Linked DNA regions of Mus musculus: all the other regions are linked to region 1. The links are chromatin contacts, called in public HiChIP or PLAC-seq and promoter capture Hi-C maps. All regions are on one chromosome and are shown on one strand. Each heading gives the region's core, a stretch centred on a gene start, on an enhancer-like site or on the middle of the called end of the contact. The rest is flanking DNA. Distances are from core to core; before and after follow the strand shown. Region 1 has its middle 5.5 kb from the start of Gm39157. Region 2 overlaps Rbpms (RNA binding protein gene with multiple splicing). Region 3 overlaps Rbpms (RNA binding protein gene with multiple splicing).

Region 1 (3,127 bases), core at 238-2,737:
TGGCTAAGCTCTCCCTTTTATCTGCATCAGCTTTCTCTTGCACCACGCCTGGAACAGGTCATGTTCCCTTTTATTTCTTCTTGTTGTTGTTGTTCTTTTTCTTTTCATTCAGTTTGCTCTGCAGACAAGGTGAAGTCAACAAAAGGAATCAAGTTTATCCAGGGGACATACATTTATCACTGTTGAGGATTTATTACTACGCTGCTGTCAGGGGCGGCCCCCGTGGCTGTCAGCTAACGGAAGGAGATTGATGGTTTCAGTAAAAAAATCTTCAAGCAGGTGTCAGTCTGCCACGGAAGGAGAAGAAACTCATGGGCGTTAAGTGGGAAGACCTGCAGAACTGGGTATTGATGGTGGGTCTCACCCACAAAAGCTGGAGTCTTTCAGAGGTTGTGGCCAGTACCTTAAGCCCATCAGTGGGCAAAGGGAACATGGTTGGGTTAATCTGGTGCCAGAAGCCTGTGTTCTTTTCAGCATTTCTTACCAGAAATTCAAACAAGTGAGCTAGGATACCACACCTACTGCCCTGGAAAGCACTTTACTTACCAACCTTGAAGAGTTCAGTTAAAGCGGAATCTTTTTAAATCCTGACCGAGACTTGATGGTCCAATAAAAGGTGACAATCAAATGTAAATTAAACAAACAAATGTGGAAAAAACCAAAACCTACCTGCCATTGGAAATAAGAAAAGTCAAAAACTAGTAAACTGGCTGTGGTGACTCCCACCTTTAATTCCAGTGCCCCGGAGGCAGAGACAGGTGGATCTCTGTGAGTTTCAGATTACATAATGAAGCTCCAAACCAGCGGGCTACCTAGTTCGACCTGTCTCAAAAATATTAAATAAATAACCTTAATTTTTGTCATTTTCATTTTTGGGTTAAGAGGAGCTGAAGCACAAGAGCTTGTCTCCAGAGCTGGGGCAGCTGCGTTTCCCAGGGAGCTGACAGCAAAGTGTCTGTCCCAGTGTGAAGGGAGGGATCAACATGACCTGGAATGTTCTCTAAGGAACCAGGCGTGGTGGCTTAAACCTTTAATCCCACTATTCGAGAGGCAAGAGGGTCTCTGTGAGTTCGAGGACAGACTGGTCTACAGAGTGAGTTTCAGGACAGTCAGGGCTACATAGTGAGACCTTGTCTCAAAAAACAAAACAAAACAAAAACAAGAACAAAAAGCAAAAACAGACAAAACAACCCTTTAAATTGGTGGTACAAGACTCACTAGCACAAGGATCCGAACAAAGGCTCCATCCAAGTACTATAAAAGTGGGGAGGGGCGTCCTCTGTGCTTTAGTTTCACTGACATTAGGAGTGAAATCACAGACTTCCGCTGAATGGTGCCTGGCCTTTCTGCTTCCACTTATCTGCAAGCTGGAATGTGCTCTGGGCCATCAGCCGTCACCCACGCCCAACACCTCCCTCCGCACTCTCCCCAGGCTGGCCTTAGATAACAATCCTTTCCACTCTGGCTTCGGTCCTGCCATGTTTGGCCTGCTTCAGAGTAAACACTGGAGTCCCTTCATTACATTCCGTTCACCTTAACACATTCCACACCTTGCCCTTGGCTGTTTGTGCTCGCGACTCCATCCCTTGTGCCAGCTCTGTCCCGGGCTTGCTGTTGCCCTTGCTTGCGGCTATCCTGGTGGCTCTGGGTGTCCTTTCTTGCTATCTGTCCCAAGTCTACAACAGTCCCTTCCTTGTCTGTGAAAAGCCTGAACCTTATCCAAATGCAGTGGCTCTGGGCTTCCCTCTCATCTTGGAGTGAGGCCCTAGGAGGTAGACACAGCCCTGATAGACTGGCAGATAGGGAGATCCGCCAGAAATAGATAAGGAAGATGAGATGGCAAACTTCCGGCTTCCTCTGACCTAAGATGGAGACCTAAAGGACTGACTGATTTCCCCACCCCCACCCCACCCCACCTCCACCCTGGGGTAGTGGACCCTGACAGTTGGCGGGTCTGAGAAATTCAAGACCAGACTGGGGACATGTTTGCCCCTCCCACCCCAAACCGTGGGCCTGTCAGCCTCCCTGTCTTTGTTCAAACTAAGCAGCCCTAATTTAGAGGATGAAGACCCCCTCAAAGACCAGCCCTCAGCCCTCAAGAAAAGAAGTCATTTTAGGTTTCTGAGTGTCCCATCCCTGTCTGCCAAGGGTCTTGCTCTGTGTGTGTGTGTGTGTGTGTGTGTGTGTGTGTGTGCTCACTTCTAACAAAAGCTGGTTGTCACCCTTTGATAACTTATCTCTGCCCATGAAATGAGCCAATTCAAGCCTAATTAAACTTTAAAGGCGGGTTTATGAAGAGGGGAGCTGGGGGTGGGGGGTCAGGAACCTCACAGGAGGGGGTCAGTGAAGTCGCCTTGCAGACTGGGAGAAAGAAAAACAGGAGGCAGAGGAGAGGGAGAGAGAAGAAAGAGGTGGGGGACCAAAATGTCTGGACTATATAGTGTTGAGCTGGTGGGTGAGAGGAAGCCCACCCCTGGATTGGAAAATTCAGGGTAGAGGGCGGGGTATGGCCAGCCACGCCCTGTACCAGGTAGGGACTGAAGGATGCTAGGAGAACCTGGAGCCCAGCTCGCCTGCTGATTTTGTGTGCTCAGAGAGGTTCCCTGCGCCACCCGTAGCTGGAGACTGTACCTGCCCATTTAATTCTTTAAGTGGAAGAGGAAATAAACCTGACCAAGACGACCCTAAATTGTAAGAATTGCAGACGCGCAAAAACAGGCTCAAGTCTTGGCTGGGAGAGAACACAACAAACAGCAGGCCTTGCACTTCCTGAGGAGAGGGGCAGGCGGAGGCTTCCTCTACGGACTCCAAAATGGAGGTGCTCGGGGGTAGGGTAGGAGGTGGGCTGCCCTGGGCCTGGATGCTTCTCTTCACGGATTGAGAAAGGGGAAAGGCGGAATCCAGAAAAGCATATGGAGCTGGAGTTAGAGTGACGCACTACAAAAGCCAGTGGGGGCTGGGAACTGAACTCCGTCCTCTGCAAGAGCAGCGCGTGCGTGCTCTTAGCCACTAAGCTATCGATCTCTCCATCCCCACGGCAGCTTTTTTCTTTCTTTCTTTCTTTTTTACTTTTTTCCCCCTTTCTCACTAACTAATTTACCCGTTTTACATCCCGATCACAGCCCCT
Region 2 (3,127 bases), core at 455-2,954, 210 kb after region 1:
GTAGGACATTGGTGATTGCCCATTAGCTGTATGCCCTTGTAACTTCTCTCTTTTCGTCATGGCTCTCAGAGGGAGTGCCCATAATGTGTACCATCTTCGTGGGTGGGTTTGGTTTGAAGGGCTTTCCTTTCTCTGGAGTAATTTAAAGATCACCTTATAGCCTCTCTTGCAGTTTGTATGGCAGTGGGTTTTCCCCAGTGGGTTTTCTTTGTGCGCTAGGCCAAGTGCTCTCCCAGAGTTCCTTAGTGCTAGACATAAATGCAGTAACACATCCAAAATATGAGCTGTTCATGGCCCACCAGCCCATTTGTCAGAAGTAGGTGGGAACATCATACCTGATACCAGAAGGACCTAATATTAAAGTAGTAGGTGGAGGCAGGGGCTGAGGACTAGAGGGTCACGTGCCCCTGGAATGCTCACCAGGTGATGGCAGTGGGAGGGGGGTGGGGGGCACTGGTACTGTGGTTACAGACAGGCAAGAATGTAAAGGCTGTTCTTGTCTCCAATCTAAGGTGACACCGATCTAAGGTGATCTCATGTGAGCCATCCTTGTCAGACTGAGGCACACCTGAGCTGAGGAGGGAAGGTGGTCCATTTGCCCTTAGGGATAAAATGATGAGTAAACAGCCAGGGAGACTGGCTTCTACCGAAGACTACAAACACTGAAGTGTTTCAAATATTCACTTATCATAAATATGTGTGCTTGATTAAATTAAGCAGACAGGTATCAAAACTAATTTGCCAAATGTCTCCTGTTTACTTGGACTCGGGGCAGCAGGGCGGGGGTGGGGGGGAATATTTCTTACCTGACCTGGCGAAACTGAATGTCAGGTTAAAGTTAAGCTGTTAGGCAGAGCGCATGCAGATGGTGAAAGCAGGGTTGCGGGGAGAAGCTTAACTGGTCCTGGCCAGGAGTGTGGCTTAGCCATGTAGAAGCCCCAGACAGTTGTTCTCCTGTAAGTACCCTTCAGCTGTCAGTCAGCAGAGTGCCCTAGTGAGCTTACACATCAAAAACAGGTGAAGTCAAATGGCTTATATAGTTTATAAGCCAGTGGTTCTCAACCTTCCAACATGGCAACATGGCAAACCTTTAATATACTTGCTCATGCTGTGGTGACCCCCAGCCACAAAATTAATTTCATTCCTACGTCATAACTGTAATTTTGCTGCTGTTAAGAACTATATAAGTCTTTATTTTTCCATGGTCTTAGGTGACGCCCTGTGAAAGGGTCATTTGACCTACCCCCAGGTTGAGGATCAGTGCTTTAAACTATCAGTCTCCAATGGCTTCACATGTGAACAGCTGGGACTTCCCCCAACACATGCAACTTTGACATGATTGTTGCTGCTTTTAAATTGTAGGGTGTGTGTAGAAGCGGAAGTTGGGACAACCGTCAGGAGCTGGTTCAAGCGCAGGAGTCTGTCAGGTGTTTGCAGAGCCATGTTGCCAGCTGCGTTTTCCTCTGGGCTTGGAGAGATGATTTACACGCTGCTCTGGGCCCCCTTTCCCAAAGGCTCTCTGTATGAAAAGAATCTGCCCCTAGTCACCCCAGCCTGCTGTCCCTCTCTGTGGTGCTTTGTGTTCCCGGATGTCTTTGGATTCTGTTTAAATGTCCTTGTTAACACATTCCAAGGTTTGAACTCCATTCCTAGCTAAAGCTCTTGTTTACAGGGACTGAAATAGCTCGGTTCTGACCTTGTGTTCCGTCTGGGACATAGATGGCAGTGTGGCTACATTCTTTTCCCATGTGAGAATCACATCTCCACGGTTGGTTCTGGATAGCTGATGACTATAGTTTCTGCACTTCTCCTTTCCCAACTTCAAAAGCTCCTGTTAGAGGTGCAGCGCTTACTGCCCTACAGGGATCAGCTTCCTATAGAAGGCTGCCCCTGAGCTGGTTGTGCAGGGCCCTCTCTGCCGACTACAACATTGTTGAGAGAAAAGCCCTTCAGGATTGAGGGACCTAGAAAAGGTTGAGTTTTCAAAGACAGTTTATAAATGCTGGGGTAGAGGTAAAGGGTAAGAAAAGGGAAGGAGAAAAAAAGCTTGAGACAGAGTCTTGAATGTACCAAGGCATTGTTCTCAACCTGAAGGCCTCAACCCCTTTGGGGGAGTCCAACAACCCTCTTAGCGGGGTCACATCAAATATTTATATTGAGATTTATAACAGTAGCAAAATTAAAGTTACAAAGTAGTAACAAAATAATTTTCTGATTAGGGGTCACCATAACATGAAAGGCTCATAGCATTAGGAATGTTGAGAACCTATCTAAGGATAGGGAAAACCATTGAAAGAATCATTTTCATTTTGCTACTTAAGGCAAAATGGCTTTAGAATGAAAGTTAGAAGTTGGTGAGAGCTATGTTGGCATCTGTGTAAGGAACAGAGCTACCCAGGCCTTGGTGCAGGGATAGAGTGATGTTGAGAGTTGACTATGGAGCAGTAAGTAGGCCCAGTGCACAAAGGCTGTCGTAGACTGTTGTCCCCACTCCACCAGGCACAGCCCATAGCAGCAGGTTCCTGCCAATCCTGTCCTTTTTCTTGGGGTCTCTGTAAGCAGCATCACACTAAGTCACAGTTGCTGTCTCGCTTGCTGCGTTCCTAAGGTGGCTCTCTAAGCCAGGAGAATTGCAGATCCGTTCTGTTCTTGGAACCCTTGCAGCACAGTTTGATGGATTGTGCTCAGGGTTAGGAGGAGGTAGGACTTGTGGCATGTGTGGACCAGTTGTCTATGGGGAGCAAGGCAGGGGTGTGGAGACCACTGCTTCTGCAGAAGCCCCTTTGGCAGGTCAGTGATGTGAGGAAGTCAAACTAGGAGGCTAAGGCTCACCAAGGAACTACTGTTGCTGTCACCATAAAGGTGATGCCACCTTCTGCCCGAGTCCCACTCCCAGGGAGAGTGTGGTTCTTTGATGTCTATTAGATTTGAAAATAATAAATGGAACTCTGACTATCCCAGGCCCATGCCTATGGATTAAAGGCACCCCCCATCTAGAGATGGAGTCTCCTCACTTGAGCATCACAGGGCACTAAATGGGAGAATGCCAAGAAGCAGAGAGAATTCCCTAAAGAGGTTTAGTTGTTTATCCCTGCTAGATAAATGCTTCCAACTCAGAATGCTGCTG
Region 3 (3,127 bases), core at 285-2,784, 190 kb after region 1:
TGTCTGTCTGTCTGTCTGTCTGTCTGTCTGTCTGTCTGTCTCTCTCTCTCTCTCTTCCATTCCTCAGGGGACCATGCTCTGTTTCAGCAGGAAGTTCCCACTGTTCTTGGGTCCCCAGCTAAAAAGCTGGAGAGACAACACAGCTTCGAGGGCAGAGCCCAGACCCACGACCGACCTCGCCAGGCAGGCAGCAGACGCTAAACAAATTTGCTCTGTACTTAAAGTGCTTTGCTTAGAGTTTGTGGGAAGCAAAGCATCAGATTGTGGGGGGGAGGAGGACGAGGAGGAGGAGGGTGTTTGACCTCTGACCTCTGGCATTGATCGGGCTCAAGGGTTGCTGGGTGTTAGTTTTCCGATGTGAACACAGCCCTGTGGTAACCTCTAACTCTCCCTTATTCTTCTCTTGCAGATGAGCTCACAGTACCTGCACTTTACCCCAGTAGCCCTGAAGTTTGGGCCCCGTACCCTCTGTACCCAGCGGAGTTAGCGCCTGCTCTTCCTCCTCCTGCCGCTTTCACCTACCCCGCTTCACTGCATGCCCAGGTAATTTATGCCCATCGGCCACCTCTCCACTCACCCCACCACCAGCCCTTTCAGACCCGGTCCCCCAGAGCACACCATGTGACTAACACCTACCCAGCTAACAGATCCACCTCCAGGAAGTGAATGGTTTCCCTCTCCGACCAGCTGACCCCCTTCCGGGACCTCCGAGGACCATCTGACAGCCATGACCCCACCCACTGCCTGATGTCTGCCCCCAAAGGACCACCTCTCTCTTCCCTAATGATCTCACCCTCATGCCACACTCAAAGACCGAGCAGGTTTCCCTCCTTGGCTCCCAGCTAGCAAAAGGGCACCACAGGGGCATAAGGCGTGCGTGAGTGCGTGTGTCCATGCATCCGGTGTGGAAGGGAGGCGTGCACTTGACACAGGTTTTAATGTGTGCTTGGCGTGTGTGGATTAAAAGGCTTGCGCTCTTGTCCCCAGGGAGCTGAGAGACCAGAGAGAGGCTTCCATGGAGAAGCCTGAAACATATTCTAGGAAAGACAAAAGCTTGTTCATTGCCCAGTGTGTGGCAAAGGTAGCCATCTGCTGCGAGCTTCTCTTGCTTAGTTAAGAACAGTCTGAGGCATAGGAAGGTTCCTCTCCCCCGGATGCTGTGGTTCCCTGAGGTCTGTCTCGTATGAGGATAATAATCAGAGCTGACCTTCACCCTTGGAAGTAACCCCTCATTTGATTGACCTATGGAAAATGCCAGTCATTAACAAGTAAAACACTTGTACGTATTTCTCACTAATCCTCCATTCCGCCTGGCCTTTTAAAACTTGCGGGGCTATGGGGCTGACGAGATGGCTCCTCAGGCTTGCTGCCAAAGCCTGTGTTCAGTCCTCAGGACCCACACGATGGAAGAGAGAACTGACTTCCGGTTGTCCCTTGCCTTCTACACACAAATGCACACTAGACAAATACAGTCGATCTTTTTAGCTTATCAGCCCGGTCAGGTGGGGCTATGTTTATTTTGCCTGGTATTTGTTTCCAGGGCTTGGTGAAACATGTTGCACAGGACAGTCCTGGTTAAGGCCCCTGTAAGAAACCCCTGTGAGCAGCCCCAAGTGCTTAGGGCTGAGTGCTCTTTAACTCTAAATCTGACAGAGCAGTGGGTTTCTTGCCTGCATTGGCAGCTGCCCTTCTGAGCTGCTCTCCGGGGGCCTATCAGCTGTAGGCAGGCAGGAAGCCCTCAGTCAGTGCCTGTGCCACAGGCCAAAATATCCTCCCTGGGGAAGCTACACAGCAGTGTGAGGAATGAGGAAAAACGTGCTGAAGGTGGCAGGGAGTGGCCGGCAGTGGCCGTGGTCCAGGAAACAAGCTGAAGTCAACGACCAGACGTGCCTTTTGCTTTTCTGTGCTCTGCCCAGTATCCCTGCCTCAGTATTCAGTAGCCGTCATAGCCGACAGATAGCGGGCAAGTGGGGGGCTAAATTGTGACTGTCTGTCACTTAGTCCTTTATATTTTTGATCTTTGTTGACAGCAAAGAGCAACTAAAAGCCCCTTTTGTGTGTGTCCCATACCTCATGTGCGGGTGCTGTGCCCCCTCTCAAAAGGAGCAACCAACAGTTGAGGCCACTAGGGGCAGGCATGCATCATAGAATGATAGAAGGTTACACATAGTCTATAGAATCTGTGGCTTTGGGTAGTCCGCAACCAGGCCATTCACCACTGCCCTGGAGAATCAGGACCTGGCAGTGTCCAGAAAGAACGGGGATCGCTGGCTCTGGTCCTGATGTAACAGATGGACTCAGGAGTGACTGGGGAATATGGAGGGTGAAGGTTCTAACAAGGATCTCGTGGGAGAGTTAGGAAGTCTACGCCACTGAGAAAGGATGGAGAGACAGTGCAAGATTCGCTGGATCTTGGCCGTGTGCCTCACTGGCTCGCATCACCTAGATGGCCCCCTTCTCTTGAGACTTACCCAGCCCGGCATCCTCTTGACTCAGCCATCAGCCTAGACTGGGTGGAACTCTGACCTGCGGTGGTGAGAGGCCTGTGTCTTGGAATCCCACTTCTTCTCTGGAGTCACTTAAGAGAACATTCTTGTCGAATGTATTGGTCCAGGCTGGGACTTGGAGTGACCCAGTAGAGGCTTTATAGACAGCAGGCCCAGCCCATTGTACAATGAGGAAACGGGTCTGAGAAGATGGAAGGTTGTCCCCAAAGCGCAGCGCTTCCACAGGTGACCCGAGCAAGTGTCACCTGTTCTCCTTGCTGGCTAACACAGCAAGGCGCTGGCTCACCAGAGACTTGCTCTTACTGGAATTTCGGAGAGGCCTCGCTCTAATGACTCCTTGGAACTTTCCCCTCTAAGTAGATGAGAAATCTGTCAGAAGAGACTCTGAGGCAAAGATGGCTTCCGAGATGCTAACTGGAGGGAGCAGAGTGGGCGGCCCCTTACTAGCCGAGTGGTGTTTTGTTCTGGAAACTTAATGTTTTGGAGAGTCTTCTAGTTTTATTTTTTATTTTTTTTATTTTTTGATTGTTGTGCTCTGTTTTGAGACGTGGATTTTTTTTTTTCTTCTAGTGTTTCTCTCCAGAGGCAAAGCCCAACACACCTGTCTTTTGTCCACTTCT

What was found. HiChIP or PLAC-seq counts read pairs in DNA pulled down with a chosen protein or histone mark. Capture Hi-C pulls out chosen DNA fragments and counts their contacts.
Region 2: an H3K27ac HiChIP or PLAC-seq map of heart atrium shows a contact between it and region 1, with 9 read pairs. The contact joins two enhancer-like sites. A contact is called at or near these places in 1 of 484 Hi-C or Micro-C datasets (nephron progenitors), 6 of 115 datasets of contacts at active chromatin or transcription factors (embryonic stem cells, heart atrium, liver and 2 more) and 1 of 9 other capture datasets (pancreatic islet).
Region 3: a contact with region 1 is called in a promoter capture Hi-C map of liver. The contact joins two enhancer-like sites. A contact is called at or near these places in 2 of 484 Hi-C or Micro-C datasets (cardiomyocytes and liver), 3 of 115 datasets of contacts at active chromatin or transcription factors (heart atrium, liver and pancreatic cancer cells) and 3 of 9 other capture datasets (adipose tissue, liver and pancreatic islet).

The regions. Positions count from the first base shown.
Region 1 is chr8:33,991,486-33,994,612 of GRCm38.p6, reverse strand. No RefSeq gene overlaps it. Among named protein-coding and RNA genes, the nearest start is that of Gm39157, 5.5 kb to the right of the region's middle. Within about 2 kb of position 1,487, at least 98 of the 459 cell types and tissues checked have an H3K27ac peak or open chromatin away from gene starts, as enhancers often do. A contact at or near this core is called in adipose tissue, heart atrium, liver and 1 more, where this site is marked.
Region 2 is chr8:33,785,103-33,788,229 of GRCm38.p6, reverse strand. All of the region lies in intron 7 of Rbpms (RNA binding protein gene with multiple splicing), which reads left to right. Among named protein-coding and RNA genes, the nearest start is that of Smim18, 39 kb to the right of the region's middle. Within about 2 kb of position 1,704, at least 49 of the 459 cell types and tissues checked have an H3K27ac peak or open chromatin away from gene starts, as enhancers often do. A contact at or near this core is called in heart atrium and liver, where this site is marked.
Region 3 is chr8:33,804,133-33,807,259 of GRCm38.p6, reverse strand. It overlaps Rbpms (RNA binding protein gene with multiple splicing), which reads left to right. Exons shown (of 8, transcript NM_001042674.2): 6 at 410-543. Among named protein-coding and RNA genes, the nearest start is that of Smim18, 58 kb to the right of the region's middle. Within about 2 kb of position 1,534, at least 54 of the 459 cell types and tissues checked have an H3K27ac peak or open chromatin away from gene starts, as enhancers often do. A contact at or near this core is called in adipose tissue, liver and pancreatic cancer cells, where this site is marked.